Regions from separate parts of the Anser cygnoides genome. Here region 1 is linked to region 2. The links are chromatin contacts, called in public Hi-C maps. All regions are on one chromosome and are shown on one strand. The core of a region is the stretch at or near the end of the contact, and the rest is flanking DNA. Distances in the headings are between cores, read along the strand shown. Region 1 holds the start of ADAMTS13 (ADAM metallopeptidase with thrombospondin type 1 motif 13). Region 2 holds the start of DBH (dopamine beta-hydroxylase).

The links. Hi-C and Micro-C count contacts between places; a contact is called where the count stands out from the background.
Region 1: a Hi-C map of liver shows a contact between it and region 2, with 16 times the contacts expected there. The contact joins the promoter of ADAMTS13 here to the promoter of DBH in region 2. A contact is called at or near these places in 3 of 7 Hi-C or Micro-C datasets (granulosa cells and liver).

What each region holds. Positions count from the first base shown.
Region 1 is chr20:4,463,300-4,466,773 of Taihu_goose_T2T_genome, reverse strand. ADAMTS13 (ADAM metallopeptidase with thrombospondin type 1 motif 13) reads left to right here and starts at 1,983. Exons shown (of 29, transcript XM_066980650.1): 1 at 1,983-2,639; 2 at 2,960-3,026. The coding sequence starts at 2,565. REXO4 (REX4 homolog, 3'-5' exonuclease) reads right to left here and starts at 1,836. Exons shown (of 8, transcript XM_013193976.3): 1 at 1,536-1,836; 2 at 808-1,262; 3 at 362-517; 4 at 1-147. The coding sequence starts at 1,721.
Region 2 is chr20:4,335,406-4,339,218 of Taihu_goose_T2T_genome, reverse strand. It overlaps DBH (dopamine beta-hydroxylase), which reads left to right and starts at 2,512. Exons shown (of 13, transcript XM_066981006.1): 1 at 2,512-2,598; 2 at 2,601-2,960. The coding sequence starts at 2,527.

The sequences.
Region 1 (3,474 bases), core at 734-3,233, 130 kb before region 2:
TCCGTCACCTCTTCTGTAGGTTTGACATACTTATCGTAAACGCACTTTCCAAACTGGTTCACAATGGACACTCGAGCCACAATACTGTCTTCACCCTTTGGTCCCACTCCCACCATCTCACAGTCCATGGCTACTGTTCTTGTCAGCCTGAAAAGAAAAAAGGACAGCTTGGTGACACACCTGTTACAAGGACCGCACAGTGAAGTTCGCAAGGTGCACACATTTTCATGGAGAGAACTCAGCAGTATGACTGTCAGCAGACCCAGGGGGATGTCAGCTTACATGCTGCATCTACAAATCAGAGTTATCAGAAAAATCTTGATGCTTCTGCTGTCATGCTTCCCACTGGAATGCCACTCACCCATCAGAAGATTTTTCTTTAACCAGCACCCGCTCCACAGACTGTTCGGATCGGCCTGTTTTAAGTCCCAGTTTTCTTCTAGCAACTTCTGCTGCTTCAGGTCCTATTGCTGCTTCAATATCTTTTGGATCAACATCATCAAACCAGATGTCAGCCCTGGTAAGTACAAATTTAATTACATTAAATAGTTTTAAAGTGGTTTTCCATCTTTATAGTGTAGGAAAAGCAGATTTATTTTTAAATCAAGAAATCAGCTCTGAAAAGTAGTCTAGTACTGTCATCTATGCAAGTTTGTTGCCTTATCCGAGGAGGGGCACTGTTCATCTTACTTCTCCCAAAATATAGTCTGGAAGAGTGCAGCTATTTCAAATGTAATACCCTGTACTCCTTACATACACCTCCTAAAATAAACATTCAAATACATGCATGATGCCTGAAGTACTCACTCTTTGGGCTGCTGCTCCACAGCTTCAGCTTTCCTCTTCTTATGTTTTACATCACCCTTCTCCTTTTCAATATTGCCATTCTTCCTTTTTTCCTTGCAGCTTTTTCCATTGCTTTTGGTGCCGTTTAAATTCTTGTCCGTTGCAACCTTCTTGGATTTTGGCTTAGCCAAAGGAGGATTGTCTTTCGCAGAACTGTTGTCCGTTTTATTTGTGGATTTGGGCTTTAAATTCTTGTCCGCTGCAACCGCCTTGGATTTTTTCTTATCCAAAGGAGGACCGTCTTTAGCAGGACCATCTTCCTTTTTGTTTGCGGATTTGGGCTTTGCCACGTTCTCATTCCCTTTGCTAACTGGAACTTGTTGGCTGGTCCCCTCTTTGAGCGGATGCTTCTTTTTGGTGTGTGTTTGACATGCAGAGTGGGACTCATCCGAGTTATTTGCCTTTTGTTTCAGTAGCTAAAATGACCAAAAGAAAAAAAAAAAAGAAAAAAAGATTATCTCCCTTCAATTCTACCCTGCTGTCATTTGTTAGAGTACTCCACACAATACCTCAGCGTGAAGCTGACCAGGGCTCTCTTATCTGGCTGAAGGGGCATTACTGCAACGGCATCTCCCAGACCCCTGCGCGTTATTTTAACACGAAACCATGTTTTTTAATTACTATACGCGGTGTGGAACTGTACTAGCAAGGAAAACGACAGCATCCCTGGCCTGGCGGCTCGCCCTCACCTCCTGCAGCGCCTTCCAGTTGGCGGAGAACTCCTGGGGGCTGCGGGGCAGGGCCGTCGCCATCTTAGGGCCCTGCGGGGCGGCAGGCTCCGCGGGGCGCCGCCAGAATTTCTTCCTCTTGCCTTTCCCGCGGGCCCCGGGGCTCGGCCCCGCAGCCCCGGGCTCCGCGGGGCCCCGTTTTGCCATGTGGGGACGGGGAACGGGAATCGAAAGGGCCGCGGCCGCCGTTTCCTCAGCGCCTCGCAGCAGCGGCCCGCCGGGGAACGCAGCCCCGCGCTGCGGTTCCGGGCGCCGGGGCCGGGCCTGCGCTGGCGGCCCCTGGCGGCTGCGGGAGCGGCCGGCGCTGAGCCGCCCGTGGGGCGAGCCCTGAGGAGGGGGGAGTCTGGGGCTGGGGTTTGAATAAAGCTGGGGCTTCAATAAAGCTGGGGTTTCAATAAAGCTGGGGCTTTCACGAGGGTATTGTTTGTGTGCTTGGGGGGCAGGTCCCGCGGGCTGGCGGCACCCCGAGGGCTGACCCGAGGTCCTGCTTTAGACGCGGGTGGCAGACCCTGCTGTGTGTGCCCTGTGTGGCCGCCATCAGGGCCTGGCTCGTGGTTTCGAGGTGCTGCGTCTTGCCATGCCTCACGGTCTGTCCAAGTCCACCTGTGAGGCTCCAGCATGGTCGAGGTGCAGGGAGCAGCAATGCACAGGTTGAACAAATTGGAGCCCAGTTCCGCCCCCCCACCCTGCAAATTGTGCCTTGTTTATTTGGCTGCTAAAACTGGCCCAAAGCTCCTCTTATGGCTGTGCTCTTTGGCTGTAATAAAGCTGCAAACGTTGCGCAAAAGCTCTGCCCCTACAGCTGTTCCTGTAAAACCTCCTGCAGCAGTTCAATTCCCCCTCGACTGTCCCTCTCTGCAGAAGATCAACTCTCCTGTTTGTTTAAACTGTGTATTCTTCACTTCCGTTCCACGTGATGCCTCGGGCTAAACATTTTAATCACCCTTGGGCCAGAGTTTACTCTGCAGCACTGGTTGCAATTCTTCCAGCATGATCATCAGCTTGATGATCCGAGCTCTCATGATGTTCCCTCTGGGATTTTGTTGGCCATCCATTCTCCAAGAGGTAAGTTTGACCTCCAGAAAATGCAGTTTCCAGGAAGCCTTTTTTATTTCTAGGAAAAAAAAAAAAAAAAGGAGAGAAAACACAATGTGTTCTAAGCCAAAATGTATCAAACCTCACTAATCAAGAAGATAAAGTTATTTCCTCTGGGTGGCCATTGTGCAGCATATGCTCAGTGCAAAATAAAACCATTAGAACTTGGCATCGATACTTGTTGAATTGTTTGCTGATGTTCCTTCTAGGTTAGGTTCAGTTAAATAATAGTCTTGTATCCATTTGTTTTTCTTTAAAAAAATAAAGTAAAGCCATTCTTCTTCTTGCAGAAATTTCTCAGAGCTTTGGATCCGGAAGATATTTTCTCTTATTTTGGAACCAGCTCAGTGTCTGATGGTATGCAGAGCTCCTTCCTTCTTGATGTTGGAACACATTTGTCAGTTTATTTCTAATCCCGTACATTTGATAATGCTAAGAACGCTTATTAACTAACTCTGTTCTGACAAGCATTTAGCATTTCTGAGTTGCATTACTCAGTGAGGTAATCTGTGTCTCAGTGTGTTGAAGAACTGGGTCAGTATTTAAAATCTCCTAAAGGAGATACAATAAATCTTTTTACGCATTTCTGCTACAGTCCTCGTTCTCTGTATTGATATATTTCTACGAGATTAACGCATCCAAGTCATCTGAATGGGAAGCTATAAACTAAGAATAGCTTTAAATGCACTTGTTATTTTTTTTAAATAAACAGATGGAGAGACTAGCACTCTAGGTCTGGATTGGTGGTAGTTCAGAATAAAGATACATTTTGAACTCCCAAATTCTTGAAGCAAGGATGTTGTTG
Region 2 (3,813 bases), core at 1,263-3,762:
AAACGCAGACAGCATCCATCAGGGTCCCCGGGCCCTACCTGCCTGCGTGAGCATCTCCCCTATGTGCCAGACCTCTCCTCTCCCTCTGCAACCACGTCGGGTCCAGCCTGACTCAGAGGCTGCCTAACCTCATCAGCGCCGAGGAAATTGGATCAGGACAGCGGTGCAGGGCAGGATCTGGCCGCGGACAGGGGCCGTGACTGCCAGAGCCCCGGGGCGCGGGATGCTGCGCGTGTGCTGCGCCCCGGCTCCGCGGGAGCAGACAGGAGCCGTCCCTCCGTGCCCCCCCTCGCCTTAATCGAATTGGCATCCACGTTAGTGAGGCCAGGGATTAGAGCTCGGAGGGGCGCTGCCTGCTTCGATTCAGTGCATCAATTGTGTGTAAACCTGCTTACCTGTATGCAAGGCTTACGGGGTTCATACAGCACCTAGCGTGGGGTCTGGGGGGTCGTCCATAAAACACGGCCCTTCTCCGGGGGCTGAGGGCACTCTGCAGGTGTGCTCTGTGCATCACTGTGCTCTCAGCTCTTCTGTGCCTGGGGGAAATTGGGCAGCCTCCGCAGGAGCAGAGCAGAGGGGCTCTGGGAGGGGCTAGCACCAGTGCAATGGTGCTGGTGTCAGCGCCGGCGAGACCTTGCTGTCTCTGTGCCTTGTCTCTGTGCTCTGCCCTGAGGACAGAGGTTGGACCCGCGGCCCCCCGGTGTACCTCTCACCTGTGGGACCCGCTCTGTGCCTGCCCCAAGCAGCTGGGGGGTCGGAGTCAGCAAACTGGCACTGCTACATCTCGTTCAAGTCCTAAAATAAACCCAGGAGCAAGGAGAGGAAGGCTTGATCCTCACTTCTTGCCTGGATTTACGAGCAGTGGCTTGGAGAAACTGAAGCGGGGGAGAGATATACATATTTTTTTCTCCTCTTTAAGTAAATTCCCACTGCTTATCTCCAAAGTTCAGCTGTTTTCAAGCTGACCTGCCCGCCTTATGCTGTTCTGCTGCAAATTCCTTCTGTACAGGAAAGCTCAGGAGCTCCACTTGCACATGCCAGCAACCTGGGGATTCATCTCTAATAGACGGAGGTAGAGCTCGTTAGCTAAGGACCCCCTCTTGCCCCCCGATGAGGATCATTTTCCTTCCTGCCACGCTGACAGCGTGGCTTCGTTCCCCTTGCAACTCGGAAACAAAGCCAAGAGAGGAGGAGAAGCCGTGCTTGGAGGGTAGGAACGGGGCAAGGCAAAAATCTGTTCTCAGGGCCCTTTGTCACGCAGCCAGCTGTCTGCCCGAGGAACCGGGGCTGGCATCCGAGGGACACCCATCTGAGGCTGCCAGCATCTCGCTCAGCACGGCTGGGACCGAGCCCAGGAGCCGGGGGCACGGCGGGGACGCTGCCTCCTCCTGCAGGGTGCGGAGAGGCTGAGCGGTGCCACCGAGGAGGTGCAGCCCCTCGGCTGCTCCCCGCCTGCTGCAGCCTCCCCGGGGTGCTGCGGGGTTCGGTGCCACCTCCTGCAGGCACCGAGAGGCTTCGGGGGGGAAGGAGCGTTCCCAGCCTGTCTCTGGTACCTCCTCACTGTGCCATCCTGACGTGTGATTTTGAAGCTGACACCAGCAGCAGCTGGGGTTTGCCGATGACACCCTCGTCTGGAGAGCTCGGCTCGTCAGCTTTGCTTTGTGTCGGTCTTTGCCTGGCAAAGCTGAGTGAGAGAGCACCCGTAAGCCAGAGGTCACCCTGCAAGGAGAGCACCGTGGGTCGATCGCCGTGCCCCTGGATAACCGCCGTGTCTCAGGACACGATGAGAACCTCATTGAGTGCAGCAGAGGTGCACACGTTGATGATTCATTGCAACACCGGGCACCAAGCTCCATCCTCGCGTTACGCAGCGCTGGGGAACCGGCTCTGCCCGGCGACATTGCTGCAAGGACCGCGAGCGAAACCCGAGCTCCACGGGGACGGAGGGGACTCCGGGAGGCATCCAAGGGCGCTGCTTGTCACGGGAGCTGGCACTGATACAACGGGGCCACAAGCTCCGAGTGTAAACCAGGCAGTGTGTGTGTATCAGAGCTTGAGGCTCTTCGTTCCGGTTAGCGCAGAAAAGTTAATATCCAAAAGAGAACGCAGCAGGCCAAAGAGATGAGAAGGGGGATGGTGGGGGACAAAAGGGTATCTTCAAACCAGAGCTGAAGTCCCAGCTGCTACAAAAACAAAGGAATAACAACTATTTAATGCCTCCAAAGGAGCAGGCAGGCAGGGCCTTCGACGGGAGCCACAGCGGGGCCACACAGAGCCGTCGACAGGCAGCAGCGGCAGGGCACAGCATGGCCGTGCAAGGAGCAGCTTGCAAGAAAGCGGCACTTTGCAGCCACTAAGGATGATTTAAGAGCAAATAACATCAGCCCAGTCGAGTTCAATTGCTATTGATAATGTCCATGTGCAATTAGAGCCAATTAAGGGGAGGCAGAGAATGACAAGTGTTTGGCCAGGAGGTGGGGGGGTGGGGGGGGAGTCAATACCACAATCCAATTTCCCCACAACCAAATGCAATTAAAGAGTATCGCTTACCCGGCTCGCCCAGGAGGGCCAGCGCATAAATGGCAAAAGCCAGGAGGGCGGCTGCCATCCTGCCCAGCATGCAGACCTCCGGCAGCAAGCCGTGCCCCTGCCCCGGCTTCAAGCTGCGGGAGGTGGCGTCCGTGTACTTCACCATGATCGCCGTGTTCCTGGTCATCCTGGTGGCCGCCCTGCAGGGCTCGGCGCCCCGCGGCACCTATTTTCCCTACAAGGTGCCCCTCGATCCCCAGGGGCTGCTCGAGCTCTCCTGGAACGTCAGCTACCCCGAGCAAGCGGTGTACTTCCAGATCCTCAGCAGGGAACTCAAGTTCGGGCTCCTCTTCGGGATGTCGGACCGGGGAGAGTTTGAGAATGCGGACCTGGCCGTGCTCTGGAGCGACGGGCACAGCTCGTATTTTGGGGTGAGTTGCACGTGTTTTGTCACGGCTGCTTTTGGGGTTGCTGCCCGACGGGTGAATCTGATCTATTTAATTGGGGCAGAGCTGGTCCAGAGCACGGCACGGGGCTGAGCGGGGCTAGACTGCTCTCGCTGCTCAATGAAAGTGGTCCAAAAGAGCTGGGGGGGTTCTGGTCCAGAGGCCTATGCTGTGGGCTTGGTATAGGATCTGAAATCCGAAGAGAAAGGGATAAATGCAGTAACTCTGCTGTACTCATCCGCAAGCGCTCCAACAGGTGGTTGCACAGAGAGCTCGGCTACACGCAAACGCAGGCTGCATCGACAGCTTGGTTCGCCTGTGCGCTGCCCTCAGCCGCATTAAAAATTAACCACCGCTCCCATTCCTGACTTTGAGAAAGCGCAAAAGTTATCAACCAGCAAGTCTGCTCCTGCCAGCGCCAATGAGCCGCCTGCAACTCACGTTTGCAGCTACAGCAGAGATCAACAGGACACGGGAAAACCCAATCCGACGGCCGCCTGCCAGCAGCGTGGTGTTATCAGAAATTAAACAGGCAGAAGTATTTGGGCGGTATGCAAATGCCCGGTGGTAGCAGATGGGGAGGGGGAACTCGTTTGTAGCTTTGCCATTTGATTTTTTTGTCCTTTCTTACACAGTCCGTTTGTCCAGGCTCTCCTGTGGTTTGTCTTTCCGCCGGGGCTGGAGCTGCAATACCTCACCCCGTGCCCTCCGGCAGCTCCCTGTCCCCAGATCACCACGTTAGGTTTATTGCAATTGCGCTTCACTGCAGAAAGCAATTCACATTTTCCCTGTGTGAAGCTTTCCAGTAAGTTAAATTTTACCTCTCTGCTTACTTGAA